Linked DNA regions of Gossypium hirsutum: region 1 is linked to region 2. The links are chromatin contacts, called in public Hi-C maps. All regions are on one chromosome and are shown on one strand. Each heading gives the region's core, a stretch centred on a gene start, on an enhancer-like site or on the middle of the called end of the contact. The rest is flanking DNA. Distances are from core to core; before and after follow the strand shown.

What was found. Hi-C and Micro-C count contacts between places; a contact is called where the count stands out from the background.
Region 1: a contact with region 2 is called in a Hi-C map of leaf, with 5 times the contacts expected there. The contact joins two enhancer-like sites. A contact is called at or near these places in 16 of 34 Hi-C or Micro-C datasets (callus, hypocotyl, leaf and 1 more).

What each region holds. Positions count from the first base shown.
Region 1 is chrA08:10,493,860-10,499,921 of Gossypium_hirsutum_v2.1, forward strand. LOC107951175 (a long non-coding RNA gene) reads left to right here and starts at 1,158. Exons shown (of 3, transcript XR_001698350.2): 1 at 1,158-1,289; 2 at 1,362-1,526; 3 at 1,601-5,430. Within about 2 kb of position 4,807, at least 3 of the 9 cell types and tissues checked have an H3K27ac peak or open chromatin away from gene starts, as enhancers often do.
Region 2 is chrA08:10,428,491-10,435,392 of Gossypium_hirsutum_v2.1, forward strand. LOC107951139 reads right to left here. Exons shown (of 7, transcript XR_001698345.2): 4 at 6,474-6,568; 5 at 5,857-5,900; 6 at 4,163-4,259; 7 at 3,802-4,026. Among protein-coding and RNA genes, the nearest start is that of LOC107951139, 5.9 kb to the right of the region's middle. Within about 2 kb of position 2,626, at least 2 of the 9 cell types and tissues checked have an H3K27ac peak or open chromatin away from gene starts, as enhancers often do.

The DNA of each region.
Region 1 (6,062 bases), core at 3,557-6,056, 68 kb after region 2:
GTGATTTCAAAGCTCATTTTTGGTAAATTTTATGTTTTTGAGACTATTGTAGCTTGATTTAGCTCATATGGGGATTAGATTGTAAAATTGTTAAAGTTTTGAAATGTTTTTATTGATTATTTTTGAAGCTTTTGGTATTAAATGGTTTAGTTGTAAGTTTAGATGTGATTAGGGACTAATTTGTAATGTGAAATTTGTTAGTTTTGAGTATAGAAAATAAAATAAAAATAATTTAAAATTAGCAAGAAATTTTTGTAAATATAAATATTAGAGGACTGTATAAGGCAGCGATTGAAATCAGATTGTAAAACGAATTTTAAATGTGAAAGATATGATTGTTTAACGGGGGTTTAAAATTAGAAAGGGCTAATAGTTCTCTTTTGCCTCTAAGTACCAGTTGAGGTAGTTGCATGCACTTCCGCTCGGAAAAGTCATGTCTAGTTTCAGGCTACCGTCTAGCTATTTTCACTGTAACCTTAGATACTTTACATGTAACATATTACAATTTATAAGGTTTAGAGGAATTTATAAGGTTTAGATTATTTGTTCCCTTTCATTATTTTGGTTTAATTTTTCTTCAATTTCAACAGAACTTCATTCCAGGTGTCTGTCTTCCTTATCTCTCTTGTTGATTTCGCAAATGCCAGGCTTCTTTTTCCACTATCCCTATTTTTCATTTTTCCCAAAAGAAGAAAAAAAAATCTTTCCAAGCCTTTCACTCTGCACAATCATGATGGTAACCCTGTGTTCCCACTCCAGAGTTCTTTACTTTTTTGTACCTCTATTTAGATTTATTTGATTTTATGTAGGGGTGGCTGAGGTTGTTTTTGGATTTATTTGGCGATTTGATGATGAAAGGGGAGGGAGGGGGGTGGACTGGGGTGCTTAAAAGGATCAAATATTTGGTTGGACAAAATTTCAAAAGAACTCACAAGACAAATGAGAAAGGAAAAAAATAAACAGTATAGTCTAAGTTGGTTATAACAAAAGATGTGGCACTCATCTAGTAGTGCCTTGGAATTTATCCTGGTAGAGATATAGTTGATGGAAGCTAGATTCCAATTTTGCTTCTTGTCAAGTGTCATTAATGTCCCTAGATTATGACCTTGGACCCACAGAATATAGTATCATATTCAAATTTTTTGGTGCTTCTGGGATAGAAAGAAATGGATTTTAGTTCGCATTCAATTGCCTTTTGACTTTTCTTCGCATGCATTTTGAGTAGGGCTGTACCCTCTGCCGTTTTTTCCCAGCCACAAATTGGACAAGTTGGTCTTACTGAAGAACTGGTGAGGAACTGTTTGGTACATTAATAACAGCTGAAATTGGTTTATTTTGCTCACAATTCAACGGTTTTACAGGCTATAAAAGAATAGGGTGATATTGATGTCTACTCTGCAAACTTCAGGCCACTCTATCTGGGCTTCCTGATTGGGTGGGTTTTCATGAAACTTATAGCCTGTGCAAAGACAAACAAAGTTCTTGGTCTGCACATGTGTGGAGAAGATTCTGCCGAAATTCTGCAGGTTCAAGCCTTTACCTAAATTAGTGCTTTCCATTTCACGTTCTGCAGTTTTCTCTGACGTGAGTTGTTTGCCAGGGATATGCAGTTGCTATAAAAGCTGGGCTGACAAAAGCAGATTTGATGCCACGCTAGGTATTCTTCCTCCAGCAGCTAAGGAGTTTGTCACAATGCGTACTCCTACTGGGAAAATACGACCGAGCCTTGAGTCTGAGGTTTGTCTCAACCTTCTGCATCGAAACTTGTTGTCTAATATGTTTAATTACCTCTAATCTTTTAGAAAATCACTGAAGTGAACAAGGTTACTGAGAAACTGGCAATGCCTTTGCCATACAAGAGAAATTGTTTTTCAGCAATAGTTACCTAATTTCCTTGCTGCTATTTAACCAACTGATTTCCAAGCTGCTGGTTTTTGTTACTTTTTGACTTAGACAAACTTGAATGTTCAAATGGTTTATTTGCTTTGAGTTTATATTTTTGCAATCCGTGTTTTGAACCATTTACAATGATATATTTTTTTAATGCAACCAGTAATGTTATTCCAATTTCATCACCATTGCTCCCACTGAGTGCTGTTACTCTATTTAATGAAACGTGGAAAGAGTGAGGCAAACGCTACGACAGGGGTTTAGATTGACTGGCAGTACATTTTGGGAGTTACTTTTAAGGTGCAAAGAATTGGTATGCTGTTCTTGTGACTAATAGAGAATGAATTTTTGCTTTGCGGGTGTTGTTTTGAGTTCTTATAACATGTACCAAATCCTAGATAATTTCAGAGTTCCTGCTGATCAAATTGATTCTTTTTTTTTTCCGGGGTTTTTTTTGGGGGGGGGGGGGTGTTGGTCATAGGATATACTGATTCACTTAGAATCTTAGAGACAAACTTTTGTGTTTGAAGTAAATATGGTCTCTGTATGCAAAAAGAAGCTTAACCGCATAAATTATTTGTTCAACTTTAAAATCAAGTGAAATTACCCTTGTGTTCTTGCTGCAAGCATTATTCCTGCTTTGCTTATTCCCTCTCTGGTTTTTCGCCCCTTAAGTGAACCCTTCAAGTTGTGCAATCATCTCAAGCAATTTGTTGGGACAACTGGTGTCTGTCCACCTTGTTTATGGTTGATGGAACTCAGATTTTGACTTGTTGAATGAATGATCATATGGAGCAAAGCTATCCTTTGGGGTGCCACTCATTAAAGCAAGCTACAGAAGGAGATTCGTAAACACAAGATTGTACTGTGAATTTGTTCTGAGAACCTTAACATAGGATCCCCATCCAAGAATCTCTCAATTTTGCACTAAATAATCCAACCCCTATATTTTCTCTTTTTTTAAATGATAGCCGTAGTTTTTAATTTTCCTTTTCATCAACTTCAGTCATTTACATTAATTTTTTGGGGGGAGAGAAAGAATATCCTTGTTTGTTTTCTGGAAGATGACTTTGGCATTCTTTAATAGCTGGCTTGTTTGACCCACGTTTCCCAAGAGTTAAAATATCAAATAATCAATGGGGCCTATCATGGTGGGCAAGTTAACTGTAGACTATTCTAGATGGCTTGATGCTGATTGTTCAATCTCCATTACCTTGCACATTAGCTTAGTTGGTGGTGGATGAGTCGAATAAAATAATAGTTCAAGGAAACAGAGAGACACTGTACAACCTATGTATTTGTTCATACAAGAAGAACCATACATCATCTATCATCTATGAAACTTCTATGTTTTATATAGTTTGCTATGATGCCATAATAGGTGCTTTGGTCTACCTATTGCATCACTTATATTAGCAGTATGATAATGCAAACTGGCTAATGATTTGATCTTTTAACTATAATGCTCAGTTGCCTGACCTAATTGCTTGAGATGGTGGTGGGTATCTTCATGGTGATGATCAAGTATAGGCCGTTCCTGTTGCATCCAACGACCGTCATTGTTCCTCACCATGCCCTTGTTCTCATCTTGCCTCCAATATGGGGGGACCAAGTAATGGTCTTTCAAAAAGTCACTGGCCTTGTTCACCAAAGCAGGGTCCCTCCCGCTTGCCAGTACAAATCTACGGCCTTTCCCATGGTATCTGCCACACATACAAATTACCACATCAAATGAAAATCCAATTAATTTGATGATTATCTATTTCCTATTATATAAATCTTCACTACAATCATCATCAAGTTGCTTCCGAACTTATCTCATTCAAATCTTATATAATACTTTCCAATTCCACCATCAGCTACCGTAATCATGACCACCATTAATGATGAATATATCCATGTGATTATAATTATTTATTGCAACTTTGGTTTAAACCACTGAAAGTGGGTAATGTCAAATATGAGAGTATTTATAATTATTTTTAACACTGAACATCATATTGGGTCCTAGAAAGCACCATATTCAACATCATTATCAGCGGATGGTTGCTAATAAGAAAATGACCAACTGATGAGGTGATGAAAAAGGAGGTTCATTTCATTCATGGTTAATTTAACTCATAATACAGGTTCATGCTGAACTATGGTTTGAGCATAAGAAACTAACCCGTCAAGTAAGTGCAAGTGAGCTTCCAGGTTATGAGCACAGGTCAGATCCCCAGTCTGCTTCAAAAATGGCGAGTGTGTATGATCTAAGGCCAGTTCAACTCCGACGTGGGAGTAGCTCCAAGGCAATCCCTCAGCCAGCTTCATCAACACAGGCGACACGTTTTCATTGAAAAACAGTCCTGGAGATTTAGGGACTATATCATGCACATTCACCACCCTCAACACCTTAACTCCCAGCGATTCCATCCGTTCCTTGAACCTCACGTTTCCAACCCTAGGACCCGAAAACGAGAACACGCTAACAGGCACAGCTCTGCAATCATTTAACAAATTTAGACCTGTTTCAACGATATCATAGGCGCTGAGAATCGCCAGGGCACTGCCTAGACTGTGACCAGTTATGGTAATGCTTATCTCTTCATCTTGGTACAGTTCAAGCAACTTCTTCACTTCAGTTAGAATTTGTTCCCTGGCTGAAAACTTGCAGAACCGGCAATTCACATCCTTCTCAGTGTAGAGATCAAGGAAACCCGATTCTACTTTCACCATTGGATCGGGGCATGGAATTTTGTTGGAAGAAATCGGTTTGAGAAAATCCATCAAATCTGCAATCCACTCTAGGCGTGTCACCGTGCCCCTCCAAGCAATGGTGATGTCCCGACGGCCTAAACGCTTTGACATTTCGTCATCAGACACCGCAACATATCCGATCCAATTCGCATTCTTACTCCACACTTTGGGCCAGCGTGATTTCTTGAAAAAATTCGGAAGGTTAATGTTGGATGTGGCGAAGAGGTACCTAGAGATGTGGTAGCCATGGTGTGCCATGCCTAGAGCATCAAAGAACTGCCGACGCGTGAACCTGCAACTCCCACAGTACTTGGAAAAGGGGTCGAAATCGAAAGCGTCGTAAGCGGCTTGTGCCATCTCGCCGTAGCGAATCAGCTCGGAGCGTAAGAGAGGGTCCATTGGATCCAACATCCCAACCCAATCATCTTGGCCCTGGATTTCTCTCCATACATCGGCTAAACATCTTTCTTCTTGTTTAACAGGCTCAATTTCCTTTTCGAAGTCATGGTTGATGGAGGACAATGGCTCACTTGTTTTGGACAAAGCTCGAGGAATCCTAGGTGATCTTGTCGAAAACTCCAAGCTTTTGTTACGTCCAATGCAAGATTTCTGACCCAACAACGACGCAATTGAAGTACATTTTTCATATGGCAAAACCCGATGATCATCATGGAGCCGTCGATTGATAGAAAGAAAAGTTTGGGATAGAGAAATGGCCATTGAAACAAAACAAAAAAAGATAGTGTATACACTGTAGGAAGAGAGGTTTAATATATTACAAAGACCCCAAATCCCCAATGACTGAGTTGGTATTTTATTATATTGTAATATGAACAGATTTTTTTTTTTTTGTAATGCATGTGATTCATGAGGAATCCTAATCCTCAAATTAGTCAATGTTTTCACGTTTCCTAGAAGTTCTTGGCAATGGCATCATCCTATAGTTAATTCTTTACAAATAAAGAAGAGACATATATCTTTTAAATAATGCACGGCTGGAGTTGAGTTGGTGTACTTCTATGGGAGACAATGTGATCTGCATCTTACGATGTAATTTTAAATACTTCCCAAATTAAACGTACGCCTTAAACTAGAAAAATTACTGCAAAATAATTAAGATCTTTTTAAAAAAGATTCTTTATTTTGTAACAGAAAAAAAAATGTTTATTTCTTTTTTGTTGTTGCAACAAGAGTATCCACTATGAATAACTATAATTAATTTTCTCGTCGTAAATATTTTTTAAATAAATAAATGGTTGTGTAAGGATTTAACCTCCGACCAAATGATTAAGAGATAAGATATTAAGTATTTTAATTTTTGAATAATCATTACTCTTCTTTTTATATATAAAAAAATACATTGTTATTTTTCAATACTGTTCACAGGAACATTGACTCCTCTGAGAGAAGTCTTATATTTAAAGTGTTATTTT
Region 2 (6,902 bases), core at 1,376-3,875:
AAATGTGAGCCCAGCTCTAGTTGGTTTAACCAACAAATTGACACTATTTCATTCCACAATTTCCTCATTCATTAAATATCATTTTCATTCAAATATAGACAAAATATTGTATATCAAGTATTCAAATAACATCTAATAATAGTCAAATAAATAGATAAAAGGTTAAGTTCAAGACTATGAACTTACCAAAATACGATGGATACTACAAATCAAATACGTCTACTGAATGATCTTTTCCTTCCCACGGTTGATACTTGATCTATTCTTCTCTTGATCAAATTAACAAATTAATTTCATTACTTGATTTGAATACCATACTTGCTTTTGATTAAATCAATTAACCCTAGATCATAATTTATACTTTTACCCTCAACAATTGACATTTACTCAACTAAATCATTAACATCAAAATTAGCTTGATTGCATCTTCATCTAATTTCCGTAACTAACCACATATACATATAATTTATTAACAATCCCTAAAATCTTGAACTTTATAACTTAAAACCATGCTAGTTTAATTTACAGCATTTAACTCTTTGAAAGCTAATACTAATAAAACTCTTAATACAAAATATTTTACTTGCTCACTAAATTTAGTAATTCAATTCAAAATTTGCAGGACAAAGAACAATCCACCAAAACAGTCCCTAGACTTCACAAAAATTAACAATTCAACCCCTAATTCCATCAAAACAACTTCAAACATTAAAATTTTTCAACAATGGCAACTTCCACAAATATCATAATTTCTCTAAATTTCCACATGGGTAATCTACTACATGATTTTAAGGTTCCAAAAATCTAAAGTTTAATTGAAAACTATCAAAACATACCAATAAAGTTAAGCTTCAAAAATGAAACTTAAGGGCAAGATGGTGCTAACCTTTTTCTTCTCCAAATCGGCATGCAAAAGAGATAAAAGCTTTAATTTTGTTTTTCTTTCTTTCTTTTTTTCCCCACTTCTCTATTTGTTTATTTTATTTTATTCATATTTTCATTTCATTTTCATTTTTATTATAACTTAACATAATTACTAATTTAAGCATTATTATACAATTAACATATATTACATATATATAATTCCCTCGTAATTATCCCCTAACCATAACTCATCAAATTAATGAACTAATAGACTAATTATTTAAATAGTCCCTTATTTTAATCCCATTTTGAAATTTAATACTAATTACTAATTTATCACCCACTTATTTAGTTAAAATCAAGAAAATCTCATTTCAACCAATTATTCCACAAGGTCCAAAATAACTCATACTTTTAATTAATTCATATTTAATCCTTGAATTTACCATTTCCATAATTAATCCTTAAATTTTAAAATCATCAAGAATCATTAATAAAAATATCTATTTAATTACCAAACTTAATACCAAACAAAATAACACCAACAACTTAATTCCCACAAACTTTACTAAATCTAAAAATTTGAACATGGGCACGTTAACTCATGAGATTAAGACTTCAAAAACATAAATTTCATGTAAAAATAACGAAAATCTACCAACCAAATTAGACATGCAACATTAGCTCCTGGCCATGCGTGACTTCTACCCCTTTCCTTTTGTTTCGAAAAGAAGAAAATTAAAAGAAAAATATGCTTGGCTTTCTTCTTTCCATTCACTAATATCTAATATTATTATTATTATTAACATTATATATTCTTTTATAACATAATTATAATTTAAGTATTATAATAACTTAACATATAATACTTACAATATTACTATAACCGTTCACTATCACATACCTATATAAATAATGGCTTATTTACTTAATAAGTCCTTTAACCTAAATCCACCTTATAATTTGGTATTAATGCCTATTTTTAGCACTTATTTGATTTAGTCCCCGTACTTAAATTACACACTAATTCAACGAAATTATCTAACTGAAATTCAATTCGTTTCTAAAATAACTTCGTAAATATTTAATAAAAATATTTATAAGTCTGGTTTACAAAAATAAGGTCCCGATACCTCAATTTTTTGAAACCATCAACTTTAAGACCAATACACTTGTACCATATCTGCCTTCCAAATAACCAAAATTATTGGACCAAACTTCAATATAATATTGTAATATCCTCGTAAATATTAATAAATGATATTCACTAATCCTATTCTCAGAAAACAGTATTCCGAAACTATCCTTTCCGACTCCACTAACTTTCAGGTCGTTGCACTTTCAAATTCATCAGTCGCATTGGTGCAGTTACTTATAAGCTGGACCTATTCGCGGATGCCTAAATCTACCTTGTCTTCCACGTTCCCATTCTTCGCCAATGCAAGGGCATTCTCGATCAACAAGTTACACCCTTCCACTTAGTGGACTCAACAAACACCTTCTTTTTGAATCCAACAGCTGTCCTAAACAAACGAGTCATCGGGCGCTCAGGCCAGTTCATTGATCAGTTTCTAGTTCGTTGGGAAGGTCTTTTCAACGAGGATGCCACCTGGGAAGATAAGGACCACCTTTTGAAAACTTTTCCTGCCTGGAACCTTGAGGACAAGGTTCCACTTGAACAGGGGGTAATGTTATTAATGAACCCGTGGCTGTTGAACCAGGGAACTAGACCGAGCCTCCATTAAAAACTGCTAGGGCTACGCGTCAAAGAAAGCTTCCTCTAAAATTTCAGGATTTTGTCATGTAGCCCACGGCAGCAAGGGCATAACGGCTGGAAGGGTACTACAAGAAAAACAAAAGGCTTATGGCTACAGCATGCTTATTGTCAATTGAAATTTGTTTCTTTTTTCTCACCTTTATTCTCTGATTGTACTGTTGGTCATATTCACTGGAAGAAATTTCATCACCAACTTTCATCAATTTATGCTTATCCCGTTTTAGAAATTGTTAGATTCGGTTGCAGGAATATCTGTACACAATATAGGGGATATGAAACTAATGGTTGTCTATCAGTCTAGTCTGATTGTGGACCAATGGTATTAATTTGTAGATTCCTTGCAGAATTATTTGAAATAAATTGATAACTTTTGGATCAGAGATTTCCATTGTAGCAAAAAAATAAATCACTCTTGTCGTCTCCCAATTGAAGAGATGGATATGGCAACCATTTTAGCTTGCAACCCTGCAGTTCTTTCACACAGATCATCATCACTAAGGATGGCATCTCCATTTTCATGGGTAAGTTCTTTTTTTTTTTTTGCCATCTTTCACTACAGGAAAACAGACTTTTAGCGGCTTTTTTTTACTAAAAGTGCCGCTAAAATTATTTGCGGCGTTTTCACAAACGCCACAAAAAATGCCACTATAGCAAACGCCGCAAATTTTTGTGGTGTTTATTTAAAAAAACAAAAAAATCATAACTTTTAGCGGCGTTTGTGGGGAAAGCGTCGCTAAAAATTATAACCTTTAGCAACATTGGTAGGAAAAGCACCGCTAAAAGTCATGGCCTTTAACGACGCTTATAGGGAAAGCGCCGCTAAAAGACATGGCCTTTAGCGACGCTTTCTCAATAAAAGCCACTATAAAATGAACCTTTAGCAACGCTTTTCTCACAAACGCCGCTAAAGAACATGATCTTTAAAAAATATATTTTATTTTAATTAAATAATATTTATTTCTATGATAAATATTATATTATTTTTAATTTTTAAAATTTGAACTTTAAACTATATACTTTTAAGGATAAATAAAAAATATTAATTAAATTAAATTTTCTATTAAAATTTAAGTTTCAAAACTAAATATAAAAATTAATGAATTTAAATTAACGAAACAAGAACATTGATCTAGTTAAAAAAAAAAAAGACAATGAAGAAATTAAAGGTCAAACATTAGCTCCAATAATTGTTCAAAATTTAAGACAACTACATTCAAATAGAAACTAAATAACAACTAAAGCATCCAATGGAACATAATTTCACTCTTTATCACTAAATGTTTCCTCATAAACATGGCTTCATCCAAAACAAAACCTCGTACCATTACAATTTGCCTTTTTAACAGAAGCTGTTGCAACCTTCTTTCTTGGTGCTACTTCAGTACCTATACATCACCCCCAATCAAAAATAAGAACATTTTGAAAGGAAAAAAAAAACCCAAAATTTCTTACAAGCACAGAAATACGCAATGGAACTAAAATCAGAAAGCAATGAGCCTAAGGACATTAGCATTTTCCTACCTTCCCTGAAACCTGTCTTGAACCTGCGGGACCGTGGCGAAGATACCACTATACACCGGTGATGGAGATGTTAGCCTCATCTAATTGAAACCAATAGCTAGAAACACAAATAATCACACAAGTTAAAAAACTCAAAATAAGTACTTAAAAACTTCAATTTATAGCATCCAAACACTTCAATTTGCAGCACTTTAACACTTCAATTTACAGCATTTAAACACTTTAATTTGTAGCACTTTAACGCCTCAATTAACAACATTTATACACCTCAATTACAGCGATAAAACATCTCAATGTCCAGCAACTAAACACTTCAATTTGCAGTACTTAAACACTTCAATTTACAACATTTAAGCACTTCAATTTACAGCATTTAAACACTTTAATTTACAGCATTCAAACACTTTAATTTACAGCATTCAAACACTTCAATTTGCAGCACTTTAACATCTCAATTAACAACATTTATACACCTCAATTACATGAGTTGTTCATCCAAATGAATTATTTAAATTTCAGATCATAAATACATATTAAAAGGACTGTTGATAGAGCTTCTCAAATAATTAATTGTTAGATAAATAGATTTTAATATTAAAAAAAAGGGAAAATTCCTGCTGGAAAATAGCCTATAGACGAGATCTGAAAATTTCAAAAAAAAACGGAAGGCAATAGTAAATAAAGCTAAACAGAACACATTAAATCAAGCAATTTTCATTTTTCACTGAAGCCGGGCCCAACTAAAAATTTAGGCCCATTTGCTAGGCCCAAGCCCGACCCGACCCAAAAAATGGGCCTAAAATTTTGCCCAAGCCCAGCCCTAATACAAATGTTAAAACCCAAGCCCGACTCGGCCCGCCCATATTAATTTTTATATTATTTTTATAAAATTTTAAAATATATGTAAACCATCAAAAATACTAAAAAATTAAAATAAATATTTCTCAACAAATTGAAAATAAATTTAAAAAATATGTATACTTAAATAACATTAAAATAGATGCAATTTAACAAGCAAATAACTCTAAAATAATAACAAAATTAGCAAATGTCTTTAAAATAATAAAAAATTTAACAATAAAATAAGTTTTATATAATATACAAACAATAATAAAAAAAATAGTAGCAACATAATACTAAAATAGTAGCAAAATACGGAGAAAATAATATTAAAAAAATAGCTTTTTTTTCATTTAGTAAATTCGGGCCAGGCCCGGGCCAAAAATGCCTTACCCGAGGCCCGGCTCATTTTTTAAACGGGCCTTACTTTTTTTCCCAAGCCTATTTTTCAGCACTATATTTTTGCCCAAACCCTCCCACATCAGCCCATGCACACCTCTATCACTGAACAAAGATGCAAATTTTTGAACATTTTACTTCCTAACGTATGGTAATTTATGCAGACAGAAAAGTAGAAAACACAATTTTTCGCATCATAAACAAACAAACTAACTAACTAACTAACTAAACAGGAAAGCTCAATGGTATAAAGCTTCTATATTTTGATTTCTGGGTTCAACAAACAAACACATGATTAAAGCAGATTACCAACTATATTTATTACTCATATGAAATAGCAAATTACTTTTAGACTGAAAAACAATATATCAGAATTACATGCTTAAAAGTTCAAACTCAATCATAAAAAATAAATATCTTGAAATTTCACCACAAGAAAAAAAAGAAAAAAAAACCTGTAAGTGATTGTAGTCTGGTTTCCCAGCAGTTAGGAATCTATCTGCCAAAAACCCCAAAAACAGGAATTTAATGAAATGTAAATGAAAAGTATTAGGTAGATTTACTGGCAAGTAAAAAGTTCGTTTTATTCTGTGAATATATGCGTCTTATCTGCTTCAAACTCTGGTAATCAGCTAGGGAGAAAGTCACCAAAGCTTGTGATGATGAGTCTGTATTTCATACTGTCGGTATATAAATCTATACTCTTAACAGTGAATAAATGCATATATCTCGTTAAAAAAGCTTAAAAACAAGCACATAATATTAAAAATTTTAACATGTGACAGTAACTTATAAGCAGTACGTTGGAAGACTGTATGATAATTTTGACCATGAATGTTAGCACTTATTAGATATGTCAACTCTGAATTTCTTACTCAACTACAAAAGGAATCCATGTAAAGGTGTTCTCATTGCAGAAAGATAATAAAAGTGGCGAATCCTATAGCGTTGGTAAGTGGCAACAGTGAAGATGATATAAGCATTTGTCAAATCCCAAAGTATTGCAGGCAATATGGGGTCTAAGAAATGAAATGTGATAGAAAATAAAGTTAGAAAAGGCTAAACATCATACCTCATACTTTCCAATTTCCATTTATTCCACTTCTCCCAGTTTAATCCAACTCTTCAAACCATACCAAATTTTGAAAATCCCTTGTATTCTTTCACCTTCAAAAGGGGAAAAAATGGTTTTCCAAAGTGAAGGAGCTGAAACTGAAAGTAGATCCACTAAACAACAAAGCGAGCTAAGGGTTAACGAAGATAGCAATATTGAAGCAATAGAAGAAGAGTGGTTGAACCTATCAATTCATGATATATTGAGAAAACAATCAAACATTAAAATATATGTATGCATTCAAACTGCCTCTCGAGGAATAGAATTTTAACTTGAGATTAAATTTAAGGGTATACTCTTTGACCCCCAATCATACCAAAAGGAGAAGGGGAGAGTAGCTACTTAAAATGGTACATTTTAAAGTTGCGGTAACAAGGAAATATGATT